Linked DNA regions of Mus musculus: region 1 is linked to region 2. Evidence: chromatin contacts called from public Hi-C data. All regions are on one chromosome and are shown on one strand. The core of a region is the stretch at or near the end of the contact, and the rest is flanking DNA. Distances in the headings are between cores, read along the strand shown.

Region 1 (2,700 bases), core at 195-2,694, 3.1 Mb before region 2:
AAACACACATTTAAAAGTAAAAAATTCATAGCTTTGTGCTTGGAATCTGTAAAGATACCACAAGTGCTGGTTTAAAGTCTTGAACACAGTTCTGAGCATGCAAAGAATAAAAGTAGGACCATCTGGTCATGTCACCTAAGTAAGGTTTGTAGACTTATTTAACAATAGTATTATGTACTATTTATTACTTATGTGTAGGCCACAAGAGTTCACGTGTCCCATGTATGTTCAGGTGTATGTAGATTCCCACAGAGACTACAGAAGTGGTTATCAATCTGTAGGTCAAAACCTCTTTGGAGGTCAACCAACCCTTTCACAGGAGAAACCTAAGACCATCAGAAAACCCAGATATTTACACCGTGATTCATAATAGTAGCAAAATTACAGTCAAGAAGTAGCAACAAAATAATTTTGTGGTTGGAGGTCAGCACAGCATGAGGGCTGTATTCAAGGGTCTCAGAATTAGGAAGGTTGAGAACCACTGGGCTAGAGGACCGCTGATTCCTAGAGTTACAGACTTGGTGAGCCACCTGATGTGGGTGCTAGAAACAAGACCTGGATCTGCTGCAAAATCAGTAATGATCATATTGACTAAGGTACGTCTCATTAATGATCTCTAATCCCTGAGAAACTTACTTCCAAGTGTCACTGGCAATGATGATGGGCAGAGGAAAAAAATAAGGTGGGTGATGGGACTAGCTTGGATTTGATATGGGCAGCCATGGTTCCTGCCACTGGAAAAGGGCCAACAGGGCATGGGCCTCCAGTGTCATTAGCTTTTGTGGGCACAGGGCATGTTTATATATTTACTGTCCATAGTTTTATGTTTCTCCTCCAAGGAATGTCTTTTCTATTAGCATTAATGATTACTTGATAATCAGAGACTGTACAAGTCTGGTAGGCAAAGGCATGGCTAATGTCTCAGTAAAAATGGTAAACACTAGGACATTCAGGTCAGCCCTTAAGGCTGTGGAAAAGAACTCTAAAAACATGAATTCAAAAATATATAACTTCTCAACTATGCAAAATATAAGGTTGAAATATGAATTACACGAGAGGCTTTGCAGATTTAAAGGAACAGAGGCAGCTACACTATGAGCCAGCTTGTCAGAAAGATACAAAGACAGCAATATACAAATACAGGCAGATTCCTCAGTTTAAGGTCAGCCTGGGTCAGAGTGAATTTAGGTCCAAGCATGGTTGGAAAGGTGATTCCAGGGCAGTGCCCCACCCAAGTATCACATTGTCTAAGCATGTGCTTTCTTTCTCCTCAGAATGAAGAGGCTGGGATCAGGGCATGCGGATGCATAGCACAATCAAAGGGGAAGCTGGAGCAAATGACTGGATTGATATTTAAAATACAAGACTGGGCTTATGATATGTAAGCGATGAGGCACCCAGAGACTTTTATTTTAGAATAGAAAGAAAGATCTGCTTGGAGACCTGCCACAAGCAGAACATAGAGAAAGCAGTCTGGAGATCTACAGAGAAAACAGAACACAAAGACAGTAGATAGAAAACTGTCTTGTGTAGAGCATAGGCCACTGGCTTATACCTACGATTTGACTTTGAGCCATTTCTTTTCACTGCTCCCAGGTAACCCCTTCTCCCAGAACCCCTCTCCAAGCTGAGACTGCCCCTTGGCAGGTGGAAATCAGTGCTTAATTAATCTCTGTGTGTTCTATAAGGCTTTCAAGATTCTTTTTTTTTCCAATTACAGTTTTTCTAATTATATCAGGAACGAAAAAAAAAAAAGTGAAATCAGGCAAACAACTACAAAATGAGCTATTTTGTGTTTATTTTTGTGGTTCAAGTTGACATTCTATGTCAACACTAAGAGATGCTGATGTCTGTCACTGCATCGTTGCTACAAAGCCATCCAAGGACTTCTTTTTGTTGTTGATGTTTATCTGGTTTTCTTCCGATAGCAAGAGCCAGCACTCAGAGACCTTGCATTTATCTGCTGAGCACATGGTCTGATGCTGAGCTTTCTTTCTATCCTCTTTTCATTATGTAGGATGGTTTGTCTTTACTTGAAGTGTGCCTGAGCATTAGAATTTATGAAATGACAAGCAATGCTGGAGGACTAGGTTAGTCTTTTTAGAAATATTGCCCCTCTCAGAACTAATAAGAAAGAAAAATAGAGGGCATGAGATCTCATTATAGATGGTTGTGAGACACCATGCGGTTGCTGGGATTTGAACTCAGGACCTTCAGAAGAGCAGTCGGTGCTTTTAACCACTGAGCCATCTCTCCAGCCTAAGAAAGAAAAATAGAATGATAGAACATGATTAAAATCATCCCTGGCCACTCAGTTTCAGTGTATGTTTCATATATGTGCTTTTAAAGAGTTACATAGACCACAGCGAGTCCTCCCAGTAATATAGTGATAGAACATGACGATTGGATTCTGTGGGAAAGAAGTACCCTGAACTAGAGAATTGCTCCTTTCAGACTCATATGTAGGCACCTCTGTGAAACATTTCCTTGAAGAGGATTGGTGTGGGATAGCAAGCCCACTGTGGGCAGCATCAACCCCAGGCAGGAGGGCCTTCAAAAAACAGCAAAGGAGGCTGAGCAAGCCATTAAAATAAATTTAGTAAGCAATACTCTTTCTTTTTTAAATAGTGCTTGTGTGTTTTTAACGTATTCACCTTACATCTTGTCACTGCCCCACTTCTGGTCACCTTCTCCCACAAT
Region 2 (2,700 bases), core at 59-2,558:
ACATGGACTTAGGAAGCTTTAATAATTATGAAAAAGAAGCATTGCCTGAACATTTCTTTTACACAGAGTTTAAATACAAAATTAGTATTTTACTTTCTGTGATTTTCTAATTAAGGCCTATATAGAGTATCTTTCTTCCGTATTTCACTATTTGTGGAGCCCCAAAGCTTTAGCTTCGCTACTATGGAAGCTTTAATATCATTAAAATGAAAGGCACAACAAAATTCTGTCAAGAATATACAGTAAGAGGCTTCTTTGGTGTTAATTTATTTTGTTGTGTTTTCTTACATCACCATTCTATTATTTCCTTATTTAGAACATTAGTTACTAGAACATTTGCTTCTTGCTTGGTTTACTGTATAATGACACTTAGATTTTATAGTATGATGGCACCGTGTTTTTTTTTTTTCCTTCAGATCATATGGATCTTTAATGTTCCCAAACTTTCCAGTGTTCTCAGATGTGGCATAATTTGCTTCTCTTCCAACCTTTACCCTCCTTCAGAGGGCACCAGCTCATGCTACAATCTTCTCAAACTTTCTCTGGGCCTTTGCAAGAGATACATTTCTTAAGATATAATGGGTCAATTCCTTGCAGTTATAGTATATTAAAAAAGCCAATAAGCACAGAAGATGTGTTGTCATGGGGGCTACAATCTAACTGTGTTAGTGCCAAAAGAAAGGACTGCCTTTGAGAAAAGTCATGCACAAGCAGATGAAGCGTGACTAACTGCTTCACTCCAGAGGGATCCTTAAGTGTAAATATTGTGCCACTTTAAGTAAATACACAGGCTTGCTGTAAAAGCCCCCGCCCTAAAGTATGAAGTTGTTGCTAGAGTGTTTACAAGTAGCAATACTAGACATATTCACACATACACACACACACACACACACACACACACACACACACACACACACACACACACCAGAGGGGAGAGAGAGGGGGGGAGGGATAAAGAGACTTTATATAAAATCTACCGTACATGATGTAGGTTCTCCCCACCTTATTAATAGTATCTTGGGGATCTCTCTAGAGCTACAGACTTACTGTGAAAACACAGAGTGGCCCCAGAACACTGTAAAGTTGCTAGTTCTTCACTTTAAAATGTTTTTCTTATAAAAATGTTAGCATTGACCCTGAAGTTTCTGCAGCATTACGTCATCTGGCATATTACAAAAGGGAAGAGCCCGACTAAATGTGGAAAGCAGAGCAGATGCGAAGCATGCGCTGAGCTCCCATGTAGGGCAGCAACTTTGCTTTTGTCATTCCTCTTCCCCCAGGGAAGCAGTCTTCTTTTAATCCAGTTCAGACTGTTCTAAGGCAGCAACTATTTCTGAAAGTGTTGAACATGCAGAGCCAAACTTTCTAAGTATGGGGTACAGGAGGCAGGAAAAACATGATGTATTCTTAAAACCCAGGAAAAAGGAGGAGGCCATACTAGGTGATTGCACAGAGGCCTCCCAGGCCTCTGTTCCATGGTGCTCCCCACACACCTGGGGGAGTAGTGTGATGTGACTCTGTGCTTGCCAATGACATCACCACTTTCTCTACAGATCTTTACTTTTCTTATGTCTACCATGCTACTTTTATATGTTCTTCAAACTTGTTCTCAGACTTGTTCTTGCGTATGCTGTCCATGGTCAGAGCCCACAGCTGCCCTTTAAACTCATGGAACATCTCTGTGATCACTCAAAACTATCCCAGCTGATCATCTCTCCATCAAATTGCTGGTTCTTTGTTGTTCTTTACTTATATTGATTCCCATTAAAAATCAGGTTGAAGAGGTTTCCTTTAATGTAATCTGTTGGCCTTTAAGTGAAAGGAACTCTTGGAAACAGAACTTACTTGCAGGAGATGTGACAATTAATGTAGGCTCTTTTGCCCCTAAGTACAAAGATCTGAGGTATAAGAGAGTTGCATACATGAAATGAAGATTTTCAGAAACTCCTTCCTTGCCAATATAAATTTTGATGGTCTAATTCCTGCCCTCCTATTGAAAATTTTTTCCACATGCTTTCAGTGATATTTAATGGTGAGGATTAATGAAGAAGATGATGCATATCAGTTGGGAACCAATACTAGACTTGACCTATGAAATTAAAATGGAAACAAAGCAGAATCAATGAAGAGACAAGCAAGAATAAAGGTGGACCAAGTGCATCTTGCCTAAAGAGAAGGCTGGACCCACAGGTCAAGGTGGCATGAGAAGATAGCCGAAACATCTTTATATCTAATGTTGCTAACTAGCAAGGAGCAGAACACTGACTCGACCTGTCAGAGACTGCAGGATCAAGAGTTCTTTTTGGCTAGGAGCATGAAAATTGTAAGAGCATAAGAAGAAAGACCAGAAATTCAAAATAAACAGCTCAAAGAACAAGAGGGCTGAGGCTAAAAGGAATGTAAAACAAAGGTCAAAAGCCAGAACACAGCAACTTAGTAGAAAATACAGTCGAAAAAAATATATATGTCAATGGTCTCCCTCACAGGAAAGCTTTTATGTTCTTTGTATCAACGAATAGAAGGCGAGATTTAAGTGTAGAGATAATACACAGCTTGCAGGCAGCTAATGCTTCACTTGGAAACTGGGAACTCTACCTGACTGTGATGGGAACCATCCGAAATGAAGATAGGTTGGCAGTTCTGCTGAGAAAGCATGCAGTTATTAGGATATGGGGTGGTGGTAAAGAGATAACATTTCCG

Evidence for each region. Hi-C and Micro-C count contacts between places; a contact is called where the count stands out from the background.
Region 1: a contact with region 2 is called in a Hi-C map of cortical neurons, with 5 times the contacts expected there. The contact joins two enhancer-like sites. A contact is called at or near these places in 1 of 39 promoter capture datasets (hippocampal neurons), 36 of 484 Hi-C or Micro-C datasets (the HPC-7 cell line, adipose-derived mesenchymal stem cells, cardiomyocytes and 18 more) and 3 of 115 datasets of contacts at active chromatin or transcription factors (PVALB interneurons, astrocytes and stem cell-derived neural progenitor cells).

The regions. Positions count from the first base shown.
Region 1 is chr4:80,762,970-80,765,669 of GRCm38.p6, reverse strand. No RefSeq gene overlaps it. Among named protein-coding and RNA genes, the nearest start is that of Gm42304, 24 kb to the right of the region's middle. Within about 2 kb of position 1,444, at least 7 of the 459 cell types and tissues checked have an H3K27ac peak or open chromatin away from gene starts, as enhancers often do. A contact at or near this core is called in cortical neurons, where this site is marked.
Region 2 is chr4:77,646,274-77,648,973 of GRCm38.p6, reverse strand. The region is part of intron 2 of Ptprd (protein tyrosine phosphatase, receptor type, D); the gene reads left to right. Among named protein-coding and RNA genes, the nearest start is that of Gm38646, 340 kb to the right of the region's middle. Within about 2 kb of position 1,308, at least 9 of the 459 cell types and tissues checked have an H3K27ac peak or open chromatin away from gene starts, as enhancers often do. A contact at or near this core is called in cortical neurons, where this site is marked.